Regions from separate parts of the Drosophila melanogaster genome. Here region 2 is linked to region 1. The links are chromatin contacts, called in public Hi-C maps. All regions are on one chromosome and are shown on one strand. The core of a region is the stretch at or near the end of the contact, and the rest is flanking DNA. Distances in the headings are between cores, read along the strand shown.

What was found. A called contact is a pair of places that touch in the nucleus more often than the background predicts.
Region 2: a Hi-C map of the Kc167 cell line shows a contact between it and region 1, with 1.9 times the contacts expected there. The contact joins the promoter of HERC2 here to the promoter of Elys in region 1. A contact is called at or near these places in 5 of 107 Hi-C or Micro-C datasets (the D17-c3 cell line, the Kc167 cell line, embryo and 1 more).

The regions. Positions count from the first base shown.
Region 1 is chrX:19,650,754-19,655,755 of dm6, reverse strand. It overlaps Elys (elys,), which reads right to left and starts at 3,451. Exons shown (of 7, transcript NM_134496.3): 1 at 3,198-3,451; 2 at 2,494-3,129; 3 at 2,118-2,434; 4 at 1,700-2,063; 5 at 1,440-1,630; 6 at 528-1,304; 7 at 1-458. The coding sequence starts at 3,300. It overlaps Ranbp21 (Ranbp21,), which reads left to right and starts at 3,487. Exons shown (of 2, transcript NM_001298524.1): 1 at 3,487-4,353; 2 at 4,439-5,002. The coding sequence starts at 4,456.
Region 2 is chrX:20,391,649-20,396,570 of dm6, reverse strand. HERC2 (HECT and RLD domain containing protein 2) reads right to left here and starts at 2,176. Exons shown (of 11, transcript NM_134544.3): 1 at 1-2,176. The coding sequence starts at 1,691. Syx16 (Syntaxin 16) reads left to right here and starts at 2,820. Exons shown (of 3, transcript NM_078696.3): 1 at 2,820-3,009; 2 at 3,084-3,217; 3 at 3,280-4,237. The coding sequence starts at 2,929. The coding sequence ends at 4,123. l(1)G0004 (lethal (1) G0004) reads right to left here. Exons shown (of 1, transcript NM_134543.3): 1 at 4,170-4,922. The coding sequence ends at 4,313.

The sequences.
Region 1 (5,002 bases), core at 2,202-4,701:
CGCTCCCGCTCGGCGGCCACCTCATCCATAAAGGACACGGCCTCGATGAACTTGCTCTTTTGAAGCAGCATTATCAATTGCACGCAATCCGTCTGACGCGATCTGCACTGGCGCAGTAGACTGTACAACAGCCGTTCCTCTGGCTCTCGCAGGTACAGCTCGGCCAAAACTTTGAAGCGTCTGATTTCAATGCAGTGGCGGAAGAAGCGCTCCAGCAGCGGCTGTCCATCCTCGTCGTCGTCGAGGCGAGCGATTTGGAATGCTTCCGTTATGTTTTCGTTGGCTAGGAGCACTTTCATGTGCAGCGCCGAGGACAATGGACCGGGTGGTCGACTGACCACCTTCTTGGCTGCCTTGACGGCACCTTCAGCCAGCAGTTTATCTATTAACAGCCGCATCTGCCACGATTTCAAGTTCTTAGCGGGGGCAGGCTCCTTGTATAGCTCCTCTACGCCTCGCTGTAATCAAATACATCACAAAACGAATGAATATAACACTTTCGCTTATATTAACCGATCCGAACTCACCTCGTAATCGCCGTGGTCCAAGTACCAGAAGCAGCGCAATGACGTGGCCAGATCTTTGTCCAGCTGAAAGGCAATCTGAAAGCGCCCGACCAGCTGTTGGTTCAGGTCCATCAGCAGGTAGAGGATAAGAGCATGTTTGTGACAGAGTTCTATGTCGGGACTGAGCATCAAGTGTATATACGCATGCAGCGAGTCCGGCGGATAGGGTTCCGGAAAGGAGGCGCGTTTTCCCAGAGAATCAATGTAGAGGATCTTTCCCTGCGCTCGTTTTTCCGAGTACTCGTGTTGCAGGCGAACGAAGGCCTGCTCGCCGGGTACCAGATTATCCATGTGCTGACCCTCCGGCAGGAGGCCGTGATCGATAAACCAAAGCAGCACTCTTTGGTACTCGAGAACCGTTTTCAGCGCCCTCTCGTTGGCACGGCAATCGTCCAAAATTGAGGAGGTTAGCCTGCGCCGTCCCTGCTCGACAATGTAGGACTGCAATCGTACCAATTCACGCAGCTGACCGGATAGCACTTGAAACTCGCGCCGTTCCCGCTGGTCCAGTGGATAGCCGCCGTAATCAAAGATGCCATGGCAAAGTTCCGAGCACCTCGTCTTGATCTGTCCGGCGCGCTTCAAGATCCAGTTGGTCAGCGTGGACAAGGAGAGTTGCGTGTTATCAATCATGTTGCACAAGAAGCTGCCATCCATCCAACTCCGTGCGCAGTCGTTAAGCAAAGCTCCGCAGTTGTGCTCCAGGGCCACCGACAGTATCAACTCGTACATGGCAATCTAGAGAGCAAGATAATGCAATGTTACTTTAAAACGAGTATAACGAGCATGATTCATTTCCCCAAAGACTGTGGTACTATATGATACCAGAAGATTTCCGGATAACTGATAATAATAACCTAGTGTGTAGCTCACCTTAGAGAATGTGGCGTTAGGGTTAAGCTCACAAAATTGTGGCAGGAGACGCAGGCGAACGATGTCCTCGTGGTAGATCTGAGGACGCAAAAAGAGCGTGGCACGATCACAGCGAAGTGCGTTCAGAAACCGATGCTGCACTCCGTCCTGGGCGTAGTACCGTTTGCCAGTTGGAGTTAACAGTGAGCAATCTGGAAATAGACGGTATTACTTGGCTATTAATCTTACTGGCGCTGGCTTCAATCACCGCTGTCACTTACCAAAGGTTAGTGAGTTGGGATAAAAGTGCTCATCGTAGCGCTGCAGTGAGACAAAGTGCAATATGGTGGTGGAACGCAAATCCAATGCCAGTCCCGTCTGTAGACCACTGAGTATGTAGCCGGACATGTAATTAGGAACTTCGTTTTTGTGAACGGATGTGGGCATCTCATCCTTGTACCACTGATTAATGTCGAACAGGACTAGCTTGTTCTTTTTATCTGCACTTGAGTGCCACGAGATGACAATCAGCAGCGTTCCGTTGTCGCCGGCAAAACTGAAAGTAGACGCCGTGGCGCAGCCGATCACGGAGCAGATGCCTCCGTCCAAGATTTGGCGGTTGCGCACGGTTCTAGAACGGTAGTCCTGCGAAGCAAGAAGTCAATATTGGTCTGTGCGTGACGGCTCAAGATTTCTCACCTTAAAACGGATCGTGTGGGTTTCCCGGTCCCGGTACGAGCCCCTGTAGCAGACCGAGTGCAGCATCATTTGCAGGACGTCGATATTTTGGTACAATGCACAGATGTAGAAACAGGGTTTGGGGTCATCCGGTGGCATAATGAGGCACATTCGCTTCACTGCTCTATTGACCCCTTTCCTTTTTACTGGCGAATTCAGATCAGTGGTCACGTCGAAGTTGATTAGGTCGTAGATCAGGATTCGGCCGTCTTCTAGACCAGCAGCATAGCCGGGCGCCATGCTAATGCCCATAAGGCAACTGATTCCAATGGATGCCACTGTTGGTAAATTGAAGGTTAACCTAGCTACCATGGCACACTGGCAGTGACAGACTCACCGTCCATCCGCACAGCCAAGTGAGCCCCTTTGGAGCGACAATGGGTCAGCTTGGAGCTGAGTTGCCTCTTGGACTCCTCGGAGGATACAAAGTATAGGTTCCCGTCCGACGGCTCATCTTTGGAACTGGGGGAGCAAAGGCTGCGCCTTTGGGTACTCGCCTGCAGGCTGTCGCTGTTCAGATCAACCAACAGCACAGTGCCTTCCTCGGTGGCCACGGCCAGACAGCCTTTAAACCGTCTCAGTCGCGTGAGTCCATAGATTCTTTTATCGAGGAACGTCAGCGCGCTGCACGTTATACCGTGAAGGTCGAAGCGGCGGAGCACCTGACTGTTGCGAATGGCATAGATGAGCACCTGCGTGCTCAACGGGCAGTCGATGGGTCTCTGATCGCCGCTGTTCCATGACTCCAGGCAGATGGCTAGCATAGCGGGGCGTTCGTGTTCGCCGGGGAAGAGCTCCTCCACGCAGCGAATGCTTTTGCGCGGCCCCAGATCATCGGATTCGCTCCAGAAGCAGTGCCAAGAAAGGTAATCGCCGGTGGACATGCTGCAGACCAGCAAAGTGGCATCGCTTCCATACCGCCAGGTCACCCAGCCCCATTGCCCGTCGCGTATGATGCCGCCCAGGTATTCGGCTGTAAAGGGATAGCGGAGATTCTTGGTGAATCGGTTTCGGCACACGCCGTATTTTGTGCACACTTACCGGCGTCCAAATGTGCCGACGGCTCCCGGCCAAATCCGGGTACTATGCGCTCCGGGAACGCAATCGTGCGGCTACCGTCCAACTCCACTTCGTGCCACTCCATCTCTATTTCATCAATGCCGGCCGCTTGCAAATAAAAATAAAATTATAAATACAGCGCTCTTGCACCGATTGATCGGCGTGTATGTTTTGTGTGTGCGTGAGTGTGTGAGTGCCTGAGCGGCCTGGCGTTGCCGCCTCGATTTGGCATACAAAAAAACCGTTGTTTTGCTTGTCGTGTATGCACGCTGAGTGGCCCAGTGCTGGCTAACGTCCGACAGAGATTCGCAAATTTAGCGATGGCAAGGACTTGAGTTACTAGTTACCATATATTTCTGTACATTTTCAATTTTTTCTATATACATGCTTAAACAAGTTTGTAACTGAGAGGCAAGCCAATCATTTGAAGAAAAGACTAGAAGCCGGCACTTGCAGCCTGGCAACTTCAACACCAGCAGACTGGCAACGCTGCAGAATTGCGAAAATATTGCGCGAATTTCATAAGGAACTCAACCGGCTGGCTTTGCATTTGAAGTCCGAATGAACACAGATAGTAGCAACCTTGAAGCGTAATGCCTTGTATCACTCAATTCAGGCATATATAGCTCCGAGTCAAGCTCTTAGTACATACAATAGCAACAATACTATCTGGCAACTTTCGTGCGCCGCTTGTCAACCCTGTCCCGTGCGATTTGCTGCACATTGTTCTAAAACAACCCAGCCGGAAAAGCGGTTTCAGTAGTGGTCTACTTCTATATGCGACTCAAATGTGAGAGACCTGACCAGAGGCTGTGTTCCAGGCAATAGGCGCTACCCAGGGCGATCATCGGTGCCCACAGGCAATCCCAACCAGAACACCAACACACCACAATCCCAGCTCACGCATTCCGCATTTCGCACACGGAACAGACCACACAACACACAGCACATAGCACATAGCACACACGCACACAGGTAGCGGCAGCTCTTTTAATCTTCCAAAACGTTGTCTGGCTCGCTGGCTGGTTGGCTGGCTCCACAAAAGCATTGGTCACAGACAACGCACGAGGGGATCGCGGCGGAGATCGAGAGGCTAGGCGAGATTTGGGTTTCGAGCGGTGGGCAGGGGCAAGCAGAGGTAAGTGGAGCACATGGCGCCCGTTGCAGGAAGAAGCCGCACCCAGGAAATTTGTTTCAATTCCAATCTAACGCAATACCCACAGGTAGACGCTAGCTAGCGATGTCCCAGCACGGAGGCACCGAGGCTCTGGCCGCCGAACTGGCCTCGGCCATCGATCTAGTCATGAACCCGATGACACAGCAACAGGCGCGCCTGGAGGCCTACATGGCCTGTGAGCGGTTTAAGGAGGAGTCGCCAATGTGCGCCCAGGTGGGCCTATTCCTGGCCAGCTCGCCGCAGTCTAACCAGCAAGTGCGACACTTTGGCCTGCAGCTGATCGAGTACACAATCAAGTACCGATGGAATTGCATTACGCACGAGGAGAAGGTGTACATTAAGGACAATGCCATCAAGATGCTGAACGTGGGCGTGGGCCCGGCGGAGGACCGCTCGCTGCTGCCCACGAAGGACGCGCTGTCGCGCATCATCGTCGAGATGATCAAGCGCGAGTGGCCGCAGCAGTGGTCCGACCTGCTGCCGGAGCTAAGCCAGGCCTGCACCAAGGGCGAGGCCCAAACGGAGCTGGTGCTTCTGGTCTTCTTGCGACTGGTGGAGGACGTGGCCCTATTACAGACAATCGAGTCGAATCAGCGGCGAAAGGACATGT
Region 2 (4,922 bases), core at 927-3,426, 740 kb before region 1:
CCCGCAGACTCTCCACTCCAGCTGAGCGTCGGCTCAGCGCTGAATCCCTGCTGATCCTTGGAGAGCGATGGCCAGCCCAAGGCGTAGATCCGCTGCTGAGGAGCTGAACTGGATGATGCGGCGGTTGCTTGTCCACCGCGGAGCAGGCAGCGCGGCATCAGCGGCTGCACCATGCGGTCCAGGTGAGAAATGATCACGACTGCGGCGCGACGAAGGTCCACAATGGCCGCACTGCTCTTGGGTAGCGAGAGAAAGCGAAGGAAGGTCTCCGTGGCACTGGCCACTGGAGCAGGTTCTCCGCCGGCGATTCCACCTCCCTTGGCCGTGGCTCCAATCTTCTGGTAGCGCAGCAGGATGCGCTGCAGCGGGGCGCCCGTCTTGCGTGGCATGTCCCGATTGTCGTTGCCCGCACGGTCCTTCTCCCATAGCAACAACAGCAGAACGACACACTCGAGCGTGGCGGCCAGGGTGCCCTTCTGCACGCCCAGCTCCAGCAGAAGGCACAGCGCTGTGTGGCGGTCGTTTAGTGGTGCGGTGCAGCGATTGCCCATCGGATCACCGAGCGCCACCAGACGCAGGAACTTGATGGAGCGCTCCATAACCTCCAGCCAGAGCGAGGAGACGACGGCTGCCTCGAACAGCGTGGCCTCAGGCAGTTCCTGCAGAGAAGCCAGCGCCTCGCTTAGCAGCTCGCTGCACATTTCCGTGTCCTCACCGGAGCGCCAGGCGCGTCGCAGGAAGGCGAAGCTGAAGTTCAGTGCGGCGTGGGTGGCTACGCGTGCCAAGCCGAGAGCTCCATGCTCCGCCTGCTGTTCCGCCGGCTGTGACTCCACTGCAGCATTGGCGGTTGTGGCGGCAATGGTGGTGTTGGCGGTGGTGACACTGGCCACCGCCTGTGCGCTTGTCGTGGACTTGCGTTCCCGTTCCCTCTCCCTTTTCAGGGCCACGAAGTAGCGCTCGTAGATGAAGAGTTGCTGGCGAAGATGCTGGGCAGAGAGACAGTTGCCGGCTGCGCGTAGAGCTAGCTCCTGCAGCTCCGAGATCATAGAACGCTGGCAATCCAAACGCGCCTGCTGCGAAGGTGGCTGGCTCCAGAGCCAGCCGCTCAGAACCATGTCGGTGGCCTGGCTAAGATGGGCTGCTTGCTGGGCGGCAGCTTGGGTGGTAAGCTTTTTGATGGCCGTGTCCGAGTCCAGAGGCCGACAGCCGTCGCAATTGCAGGCGGAGAGAGGACCGCAGTACTCCGGCTGGCAGCAGGAGCACTTGAGCTGCTGAGCGCCGCAGTAGTGCTTGCCATCGTCGCCCAGGTAGGATAGTTGTCCGCGGGCATTTAGGAGCGGCGCGGTAGGCGACGAGACCAGCTCGCAGTCCTGGATCAGATGGTTCCACAGTACGGCGCCGTCGGCGGCGTTGCGCAGGGAGGCGATGAGATCGGCGCGCAGCCACTTGGCGTCCAGAAAGGGCAGCGGGCGCAGGTAGAGATCGGGCGAATGGCTGGGCGGTGCTGCTGATCCGGAACCTGATCCCGATCCAGATCCTGCTGCGGAGCCTGCTCCTGCCGCTGCTCCACTGGCACCTCCACCCCCTCCTACTCCAACTCCAGCGGAGACTGGTGCTGCAGAAGCGGTCTGGCTGGACCCAGCACCCTGGCCACTGGATCCGGCTCCTCCGCTCGCCTGGCGGTTGAACATGTTTGTGTTTTCGTGTTGCCTTCCCTAGTGCTCCACCGCCGAAGTCAGGCTAGAAACGAGCTCGACCACAACCACAACAACGACAATGGCATGGCACAGTTACCCCTTCAAGGGGGGTGTGGTGGTGGGTTGGAGCGCGGGTGGGGGCGGGGGCGAAGGCGGGTCAATGTCGTCACTGGCACACACACTAAGCACACGCACACGCGCGCAAGCACACACACAACTGCAATCGGGCGTCCAGGATCAGGATAATTCGTTGTTATCCTTGTCCGCACTGCTCATTTCGTTGTTCCGCTCGGAGTTAGTTATGACATCCTGACTTTTCCACCCGCACTTGAACTCTCCGTTTTCCGCGCTTGCTGCTTTCGGGTCACAATTGGAAGTGCCAGTTACCAGTACAATGCAATTTGAAATCAAGGAATTATTTTAAAATGAAATAAAATTGTTTGATGGCAATCGATATCAGGGGGAGGTGCAAACTGACTGAGCTATCAAGTAATCGATATCAGGGGGTCGAGCCATCGATATGTTTTGCCTTTCGATAGCTCTTCAGTGTTCTTAAGTCACAGGCTTGTGTCACGGATTAAAACCCAGTACAGTGGAAGCTGGCTATTAGAAAACGTTAAGCCAAACTCATAATGAGTTCCCTAAAATTCTGTAAATTTGTAATTTTTAAACATTAGCCTAAAATGTACTTGATTCTAAAATCATTTACAATATCATTCGGTTATATTACTCTTTCGTAACGCAAAAAAAGAGAACGCACATAACAAATTATTGAATACTTTTATTGTACTATTACGGTCGTTTTATTGCTAAAAGTATTGCATTTCAATTTACGTGACGGTGTGTACAGAATTAACTTTATAAATTGTTGAAACTCAACAAAGCAATACTATATTCTGTAATTTCCGAATATTTCTATTGGAGCTATCCAATCCGTATATTGAAAAAATCACTTTCGCAAATAGGATGTTTAGGAGTATACATATAAAGTACAGATTCTACAGATAATAAGAAAATAATATTTAAAATAAGTATAATTCTCGGACATGTAACGGTGCGTTCAGGCCAGGGTGACCAGTTCGTCGTGGCGACTATCGGTATTCTGGGCGAGCAAGTCAGCGGGCACACTGCGCTGCTGTGTCAAAACGAAACTGGAAAAAATCTGATTGAGTTTTCAGCGGACTTGGATCAATCCTTCCAATCCCCAAGAAATCGGGAGCAGACGGCCAGGATGACGTCGCGCAACCTGACGGAGGTGTTCGTCATCATGCGCAACAATGCGTCCAAGAACCGGAATCACTACGACGATCGGGTGAGTGCGTCTCCGTCTGGGGTCTTCACTGTTATCATCAACTAACATATGTTTTGCGTTTCTCCGTCTTCCAGAGGGGCAGCGATGCGGAGCGCCTTCTAAAGCACTCGGTGCGCGAGGCGGAGGAGGGACTGGAGCTGCAGGACGACTACGGCACGCCGCCCGCCTGGCTGGACAAGTTCGAGGAGGCGCAGTACACCATGTCTAAGTGGGTAAACAAACAGTAGTCCATGCGCAGGGTTCAACTTCACTCCCATCACTCGTTTGCAGGATCAAGCCTAAGCTGGATGAACTGGGCTCCCTGCACGCACGCCACCTCCTGCGACCCGCCTTCGATGATCAGCGGGACGACGAGTGCGACATCGAGGTGCTCAGCCAAATCGTCTCCAAGCTGATCACCTCCACGCACCGGCACATCCAGTGCGTGCGCAGCAGCATCGGCGTGGGCAGCAAGATGGAGCAGTGCCTGACGGTCAACGCGGTACACTGCGCCCTGCTCCAGCTGCAGGAGCTGACGGTGAAGTTCCGTGCCAGCCAGAATGCCTACCTGCTTCAGCTGAACTCCCGCGAGGAGCGCTCGCAGAAGTACTTCGACGACGGCGGCGGCGCTGGCGCTGGAGACGTCTTCACAAACGTGGAGCTGGGCGAGCAGAGCGCCGAGAACTTCGTCGACTCCTTCGACAACTTTCTGCAGCCGCCGGCGGAGGGCAAGTCCGGCAACGGCTATCTGTTCGAGGACGACGAGCAGGCCATCGACGATCACTTCCAAAGGCCGCCGGCCAGCCGGATGACCCAACAGCAGCTGCTGCTCTTCGAGGAGGAGAACACGCGGGTGGCGCAGCACCGCGAGCAGGAGGTGACCAAGATAGTCAAGTCCATCTACGACCTGAACGACATCTTCAAGGACCTGGGCCACATGGTCCAGGAGCAGGGCACTGTGCTCGACCGCATCGACTACAACGTGGAGCAGACGCAGACGCGCGTCTCGGAGGGATTGCGCCAGCTGCACAAGGCGGAAATGTATCAGCGCAAGAACCGCAAGATGTGCGTCATTCTCGTCCTGGCGGCGGTCACATTCTTCATGCTGCTGCTGCTCATCCTGACCAAGCTCTAGTTGCCCACGCGCCTCCAGTGGGCCGACCTCATTCCCGTCATTCGCTGTGTGTGTTTGTGTATATTGTAAATGTTTGAATACATGTTATTATATTTATTATTTATTGCTAATGCTAAAAAAAAAACCGCAACTACTCCCTCTCAAGTCGAACTCCACTCCAGTCCAGTCCACTCCAGTCCGCTCTCCCAATCACATGCGCTCCGAGAGGCGCGAGGCGACTGCCCGCAGGTTGCCATACACCTTGCTGGGCGGCGAGCCGAGGATTAGGTTGCAGACGGCCCGGCGCGCAAGCTGAATGTTCTGGTAGCTGCCCAGGATGTGGATCTTGCTATCGGCTAGCACGATGCGGGTCTTGGTCACGTTCTCGATGGTGAATTTGGTGCGGCCGCCCTTGCCGGCGAGGCGGCCGATGGCGCGAGACTGGTGGTCGCCGCGCAGCGTCTTCACGTCCTTGATTTCGAACGACTCGACGAACAGGTCCTCCAGACGCAGCAGGGCCAGGGCGTCGTCCACCTCGAAGCCGCAGAGAAAGGCGCGCACGAAGTCGGCGCCGCGCTGCAGGTTGGCTATGTCCGGCGTCTCGGGGCCCACACGCAGCTCCACCTGGCGCGCCTTCATGTTGAAGCGGATCTGCAGCTTCATGTGCTCCACCACGGGCGTAAAGATCTTCATCCAGTGCTCCTTGAGCGAGGAGTACCTGTGTGGCGGCACGGATACCTTGCGCAGCTCGCTTCTGGCCCGCTTTGCCTTGGGCGGCGCCGATGCTCGCGAAGATCCCAGCACCTGGCCCTCAATGCCG